Regions from separate parts of the Mus musculus genome. Here region 2 is linked to region 1. A link is a contact called in public HiChIP or PLAC-seq data. All regions are on one chromosome and are shown on one strand. Each heading gives the region's core, a stretch centred on a gene start, on an enhancer-like site or on the middle of the called end of the contact. The rest is flanking DNA. Distances are from core to core; before and after follow the strand shown. Region 1 holds the start of Ptchd4 (patched domain containing 4). Region 2 has its middle 86 kb from the start of Opn5.

What was found. HiChIP or PLAC-seq counts read pairs in DNA pulled down with a chosen protein or histone mark.
Region 2: an H3K27ac HiChIP or PLAC-seq map of VIP interneurons shows a contact between it and region 1, with 3 times the contacts expected there. The contact joins the enhancer-like site here to the promoter of Ptchd4 in region 1. A contact is called at or near these places in 3 of 484 Hi-C or Micro-C datasets (cerebellum, cerebral cortex and embryonic fibroblasts) and 5 of 115 datasets of contacts at active chromatin or transcription factors (SST interneurons, VIP interneurons, astrocytes and 2 more).

Annotation. Positions count from the first base shown.
Region 1 is chr17:42,315,306-42,319,206 of GRCm38.p6, reverse strand. Ptchd4 (patched domain containing 4) reads right to left here and starts at 2,607. Exons shown (of 3, transcript NM_001355270.1): 1 at 1,967-2,607. The coding sequence starts at 2,566.
Region 2 is chr17:42,523,697-42,527,689 of GRCm38.p6, reverse strand. No RefSeq gene overlaps it. Among named protein-coding and RNA genes, the nearest start is that of Opn5, 86 kb to the left of the region's middle. Within about 2 kb of position 1,654, at least 3 of the 459 cell types and tissues checked have an H3K27ac peak or open chromatin away from gene starts, as enhancers often do. A contact at or near this core is called in VIP interneurons, where this site is marked.

The DNA.
Region 1 (3,901 bases), core at 1,358-3,857:
GTTGCAGAGCCTCTGCTGGCAGGTTACCCTCCTTGGTGGATGAAAATGCTGACATCTCCTACCTTGAAACTCACTGTAAGAACATTTATCTTGCATGTTGAGTGTTTCAAACCTAGAAGACTACACAGTACATCATACGGGCACAGCTAATAACTATGAGGTGAATGAAAGGACTATACCACAGAGATTTGTATTACGAATGTCAAAATGATATCGCCCCTCAAACAAAATGTCCACAGCTGATTGGATGACGCTCTTCCCCTTGGAGAGTACTGCTGAATAAAAGCAATTGAGATCCCACTAACGATGCACATTAATGACCTGCAAACTTGACTCAACAGGGAAAACAAACTGAGTACCACGCAGCGGCAAATCTTTTTGTGCGTGACTGACACTAGGAAGAACTGGGTTAGAACTACAGGGGAGAAAGACTACCTCTCCACCACATCCTTTCCTTAGCAAGCGGTAATGGTGATGGCAATGGACTGGGAAAATGGAAAGCATGCTGCCCAACCTCAGATACCCAACATGCTCCATCAGTACGCACAAAGCAGGCAAGCCCCTCATTCAGTCAGGTTAAGCTAACGATTCATCTGTCTGTTTGCCCCAGACCTCAGAGGGCAGCTCAGCTGGATCCAGCTAAGACCAATGTCAGCAACTGGATCACTGCAACCAAAGTGCCAAGCTCACACGAGGCAAGGTTTTTCACTGGTTACTAACTACTAAATTGTCACTTATGTCAGGAAATGAGATATGTCTCTTAAAAGTCCCGAAGAAGTTATTTGGACTTTTATATACTGGTGACCTGTTAAATCAATAAAGGTGCCTTTTTATATTCTATGGTGGCCTTTCCTGTTCTGTTATAAAGGAGTACACACCCCCCAACACACACACACACACACACACACACACACACACACACACACACACAATGTTCTTCTTGAGAAACACCTGTCTTGAGAGTTCTTGGAAGGATAGCTTCTGAGTACACACAGAGTCAAGCACACAAATGGCGCAGTGAGTCTTTTGGAAGTCACATTTGTCCCTGGCACTTCAGTCACCTGCAGACTGCGTGCCTCATTGGCTGTACCATTCCAGAACTGACAGTGTAGAATGAGTTTGGGAATCTCATCACGTGTCAAATTTGTACTTGAGAGGCCAAACTGCAAACTCCATGTAATGTTGAAATACCTTGTACTTTCTGCTGCTTGTGGACTTTTTTCCCCCTTCCTTTCTGTTACTTGGCAGCTTAGCTATAATCGATCTTCTTTGGGTTTGGGATGTTTCATGGGAAAGGAAGGGCATACTAAGTAAACTAAAGTATCCATTAAACAGGTATCCCTCTTCAGATTCATAGAAAACCCTCACTGCCTTTGCTATGCACACACACACACACACACACACACACACACACACACACACAGAGAGAGAGAGTTCCTGGAATCCCTGACACATTCATAACCCACAGACATAACCATAGGGCAGCAAAATTCCATGACCGTCCCAGTCAAAAATCAAGCCAGGCTGAAGATGCAAAAAGGTGGAGATGATACCAGGTGGATGTGTAATCAGTAATAAGAAATACATTGAGCCCCGATATGAAAAGAAATCCCCCAGTTGTTCAGGACCCCCCCTCCCCCTTCCATCCACAGATTTATTAACCCTGAACAAAGATGTAACTGCAGGGTCTCAGAAACTTTTCTTTTTCTTTTTCTTTTTTTTTTCTTTTTTTTCTTTTTTTTTTGGCATTTGATTTGGCTTTGAATTTCTTCTTATCTAGTTATGCTATTCATTGCCCATTTTCTTTGCTCAGTTGCCCATCATGTCCGTTCCACCCCTCCAGAAATGAAAGAAGCCTTAGCTTCTGAGTCTTAAGGATGAGACCTCTGCATTTTCTTTGCTTGTTTAGGGCAAGAAATGAAGTGCCGCCTCTTTTAAGTGGCTGAAGCATGCAGGAAGAGCATACCTTTAATTTAGTGTTGGGATACCTTACTTGCACCCTGGCTGTTGTCTTATTGGAGACGGCAGCCTGCCTGAGATCCTCTAGCACTGAAATAATATCATCCAGCACGCATTTCTTATCCTGATTTCTCAACACACACAGATGGGAAAAAGTATAATTATAGCCCTTGTGGTTCACCTTCATTTCCATCACGGCTCGGTGGGTCTGCAGAATCCCCTCAGCCTGGAGCAAAATATTGTCCCCGGGTGAGGAGAGGAGGATCACCCTGCCATACCTCCCAGGGGTGTGTAAGTCCGAATAGAGCTGGCTTTTGGACTGGTCCAGGGGGAAAAGGCTGCTGGCTAGGCTGCGCTCGATCTTGGCCAGGCTGTGGCTGGGAGCAACCAGGCGCTCCAGGTCGCCCTCGGTCTGGAAGCGGTTGAGCGCGCTGAGGCCGAAGGTGATGGTCAGGACTGCCGGCACGGTGAGGAAAAAGACCGGGTGCCGGCTCACGCATAAGCCCAGCCTGTGGCAGAATGACTGGAGCCCTCTGCGAAGCACCTGCCGCAGCATCCTCCACCAGATCCAGCTCGCAGGCGCTCCCGGCCGTCTTAAAAAGCACATGTGACATGTGTAAGCGCTGGGGCTACCCCTCTCTCCCCCATCCCATTCCCTCAAGGGATCAACACCCCCTCCGTCACCCCCCTCTGCTGCCGCCTCCTCCCCGCCCCCTCCCCGCGCACACCCCGCAACCGCTCCGCCCGGTCTTCCCCGGGCCCCACCTCCATGCGCTCTTACTACTCTTTCAAACACTGCAGCAAGTTGCAGCAAGGCCGGCAAGTCTCGGGAGCGCGCGTGGGGGCCGGACGGCGGGCGCTGCGGGGAGTGGCGCCCTCCCTCCCCCGGTGTCCCCGGCCTCCCCGCGCCCTGGCTGGCCGCGCGCGCTGCCTCTCACCGCATGAGCCGCGTCCACTCGCTCTAGCCCTTTTTCATGTCGCTGCTGCAGTCCCCCGGCTTCCCTCGCTGGAGGTGGCGGTTCTGTGCCGAGCGTCCCACAGATGTGGATTTCCTCTCGGTCTCGATGGGGTTCGGTGTCTAACTGGGACCATGTGCCTCGCGGTGTTGTAAGAAGCAGACATGTGCCCCGTGGCGCGGAGAGAGGGCGGGAGTAGAAGAAGGGGGGTAGTGGTGGTGGCAGCAAAGCTTTTCTCTTTTTAAGATGCTGACAGTTATTTTTAGAGTTTTGTTTTCCTTGTCCTCCGGGCTGGAATGAATGGGAGACGTAAAGGGTGAAGGCGCTGCTGGCCCATTGGAGCAGGGGCCATCAGAACCTAGGAGGGAGTGGCTCCACGCCTCCTCCAGGGGGCAGATTTCAAGCTCCTCTTAATGCCCCGTGCCCTCGAATTCTGTCTTTTGGCCAAAGAAAAGGGAGCAGAGAGGATGATGCTGCATTTTTAACATTCCACAAAGCATGCGAGGGCTTTCCTTGCAACACTTTCCAGGCTGCCTGGCCACACACTGGTCCCCTGAGCTGAGGCCTGCCAGAGATCCCAGACTACACTGGAGCCTGGGTCTCTCTGGATTGCTTTCTTGCTCTGGAGGTTGGGAAGGAAACACTTGGTTGGTGTTTGTGTGTGTGTGTGTGTGTGTGTGTGTGTGTGTGTGTGTGTGTGTGTGTGTGTTTGTGCCAGGCAATGTGGCTTCTTCCTAAGTGTTACACACATGTTCTTTGAGGATTCAGGACCTAACACTGGCTTCCGCCTCCTCTCTGTATCTCATCCCCTGCTCCATTCCCTCGCTCCCTGCTCAACTCCTACCACACCCCTGTCCACGTACCACAGACACTTCAGGACATAGAGTTGAGGCTAATTCTCTTCTGTCAGACACAGTGGACAGTTTTGCCCAAAGAAAGGGAGCTAGGTAAGCAGGGGGGCAACATACTGCAGATCTGGCAGAAAA
Region 2 (3,993 bases), core at 405-2,904, 210 kb before region 1:
ATGCTTCCAGAATTCTGTTGATGAGCTTGGCTATGTTCATTTAAGGTGACCAGTGTACTGGGGTGTCTGCAGATCATGTCATATGTGCAATAAGGGTCAAAAAGTCTAAGTATTTCATTTTCTCCTGAGAAATCCTTAAGGAAGAACAAGGGGATTCTCTTCAAATAATTGGGCATCTGTTGTAAGGACCATTGGATAGATGCATTCTAATTGAACTTAGGAGTGAACTTGGATCACCGTAAGTCAGGCTTTCTAACAATTACTTGAGGAGACACTGTGTTGTTTTTTCAGGAGGTGATGCTAAAAGATGTATGCAGGGGCTAGACTTTTGAGTGTAAGGACTGTTGAGTTTACATCCCCAGAAACCCTGTAAAGGCAAGTTGGATGCTGTAGCTGCCTTAAATTTCAGCACCTTTGAGGTAGAGACAGGAGTTTCCAAGGACAAACCACCTTGGTAAATTAACCCCAATTGGCAAGTTCAGGGTTCAGGGAGAGACTTTGCCTCAATAAATACAGTAGAAGGTGATGGAAGAAGAAAGTTGATTCAACTTCAGACCCCAACACACAGACACAAATAGTTGGTTACGTGTACAAAAAAATATTCCCGAACACATACAAAAAGAGGCTAGACATTTGGAGAAAGAATTGCAGTATTGGATAGAAGGTTGGGCAATAAATACTTCACAATAAAGTGGAAAACCTGACTGGGCACAGGGTCTTCATTTCTGTCATTGTTCAGTCAATAAGAGTTTGAGTGTGACAATTTCCTTAGCAGGATTTCTAAAAGGCATCTTTATAGTAACCAGAGAGAGAAAGGCAGAGATTTACATGCCACTAGTTTTCATTCTTTTTACAGAAAAGTCTGACTGTTGCCATTTAACTAAATAGACTCTAAGTGGCTCTAAACCTGTGGGTCATGACCTGTTTGGGGGCTAAATAACCCTTTCACAAAGGTAGTGTATCAGATATCCTGCATATCAGATTCACTATATTATGATTCATAACAATAGCAAAATTAAGCTACAAAATAGGAATGAAAATAATTTTATGTTGCAGGCTCATCACAGCATGAGGAAATGTATTAAAGGGTCTCAGCATTAGGAAGGTAGAGAACGCCTAAGTCTTAGAGGCATAGTTCAAAAAGCCTCTCTGCTTGCATGCGCCAGTGGTTTACCAAACTTGCTAGAGAGTGGGATGGTTTGGAAATAAAGTCAGAAAAATGACAGGCTCCTGGGTTTGGAGGTGTGGTTCTCCTTTCCTCTAAGCATTCAATTTCTGTCTTTGGAGAAAGGTTCTTCAGTGACACACTCAGAAGCCTTGCTCAGTATGCTCTGTTGGCCACAGTCTTCATGTCGGTGGGATCATGACCCTGATCCTTTGGCTGCACCAATGCCATCAGCTGCCTCTTCAAGCACCTATCAGTATGAGAACCCAACAGAGAATGTGCAAGTAGTACACATAGTTTGCTCTCCTTGGCTCAGATCTATTATGTTCTTCCCAACTTGCACTGCCACTGTGTCTCTTTCCTAGTTTCTTCAGCCTTGGTCTATTTCTGTGTGTCTATTAATTTACCCATGCCCAATCTTTTCTCTCACCATTGAGTCTCACAATTTGTCCCAAACTGTTTTGGCATTGGAAGTGGCAAACCTCCTCCCTTTCAGTGGTATATAGAAACTATTCTCATCTCTCAGGCTGATGCCGCACATCACCCCAAATAGCGTTGACCTATTTATTTCTCATTAATATTACAAATGTGCCCTCAGCTTGCTTTCTCATTTCTTTGTCTAGCTTTGCTAGTCAACCTCCTGTCTGTAGAGTTTCTCCTAACAGCTCCTCTATACCCACGTTTCTGGACAAATTCTGTGTTTCTCAGCCCAATTTATTTGCTTTCTTTCATGCTTGCCTCTTTATTCCTGTACTTCTAATTTTTTTCTCCTTGAGGATAGGAGCATTGCCTGCTTCAGCACAAGCTGTATATTTCATTTTTCAGTGGTTCAGAATTGACAATGGAGATGTGAAACAATATTTGACTCTAGGCGATATGGGTGACACTTCTCTGTAGCAATACGCATTTTTGCTCATTTACTGATGATCAGGTTTCCAGCCCTGGGAATTTGTAGAACCTGAGGAATTTGCAAGCAAGGTTTCAGGAACATTATCTAAAATGTGTTTTGAAGTATGACTGTAGGAACTCATTCCTTATATACTAATTTCCTGATCCCTATTTGATTCTTCTTTTTATTAAAGCATAATCCTCACAGTTACTTTTGCAATGAATTAGATATTCACTGATTTTTTCCCCTTTACTATTTTTGGGTGGGTGAGATGTACATACATGTTCATATGTGTGATGTATGCACGTCTCTCTCTCTCTTTCTCTCTCTCTCTCTCTCTCTCTCTCTCTCTCTCTCTCTCTCTCTCTCTCTCTCTCTCTCTGTGTGTTTGTGTGTGTGAAGGCAGTCAATATTAGATGCCTTTCTTAATCATGCTCAATATTATTGTTTGAGAGAGGGTTTCTCATCTCTTCAGCCAGTCTGGTCAATGATTTGAGAATCTCCCTGCCTCAACTTACACATAGTATTGAGGTTTCAGATGTGAGGCACTATGTTCAACTTTTGGAGGGGGCTGGGAATTTGAACAAATTCTCCATGCTTCCATAATAGAGACTTTATAGACTAATCCATCTCTCCAGCCCCTCTCTATGAATATATTTATCTTTCACCATTTTAACTGTATTTTTACCAAATAGCAGCATGCTTATTTGTGCTAACTTTCAAGAAAAAACATTATATCCAGTCTAAAATATTAGGAAACAACATTCCCAGTGTAGTTTGCAAACATTTACATCTAGCCTGCTGGTGGTGTAAGTGTGAACTGTTTAATGTATAAAGAATTTTGTACAGTCCCAGGGCTTATAAAGCCAATGTTAAAATCAGAGACAGATAGCTTAGATCTTGTTATCATGGGCAATAGTGTTTATTAAAAGCTTGTTCAGTTTTCTTTTAATGTTAAAATATCTACCCAGCCCGGCACGGCAGTGCACACCTGCAATCCCTGCATAAAGATGGTGACTTTGAGTTAGTTTGAGTTACATAGTGATACTACCTACAAACCACTCATCAACCACCCTGTTCACCAAAAGAAAATCTACTTTGCAGTCTGATATGTTATGTAATCCTCCAGCTCTGTATATTTTGAGGCATGTATCTTTTCTATTGCAAATACTTAAAACTTATTGACTTAAAATGGTTATTGAACTTTATTAGATTCTGGAGAAGGTGAAAGTCACTTCATTTTATACTTTATTCCAGTTAGGGTAATAACTTTTTTTTTCAGAGGAAAAAAAGAAAAACAATTCTTACTTTTTGGTAATTCTTATTAAAGTGATAATGGCTAAGTGGACACTTGTCATTATGAAGTCATTGTCAATTGTGTATCATATTTTCCAGAGGTCCAATCAGCTGGTTATATTTGTTAACTTAATGTAAACTAGAGTCGCTTGGGAGGAGGGAGCCTCAGATGAGAAACTGCCTCCCTCATATTGGAGTGTTGGCAAGTTTGTGAGGCATTTTCTTGATTGATGGTTGATGTGGGAGGGCTTGCATACTGTGGGTGGTGACACACTTGGGTAGATGGTCTTGGGTTGTATAAGAAATCAGTCTCTGCTACATATGTGCAGAGGCTTCAGACCAGTCCATGTATGGTCTTCAATTGGTGGCTCAGACTTGGAGATCTCCCAGGGGTCCAGGTTAGTTGGCACTGTTGGTCTTCCTACGGGGTTGCCATCCCCTTCAGTTCCTTCAATCCTTCCCCTAACTGTTCCATAGGGGTTCCAACCTCGATCCAATGGTTGGCTATAAGTATCTGCATATGTCTCAGTCAGCTGCTGGTAGAGCCCCTCAGAGGACAGGCTTCTGTCTGCAATCACAGTAATAGTGTTAGGGTTTGGTGCCTACACATGGTATGGATCTCAAGTTGGGCTGGTTACTATAT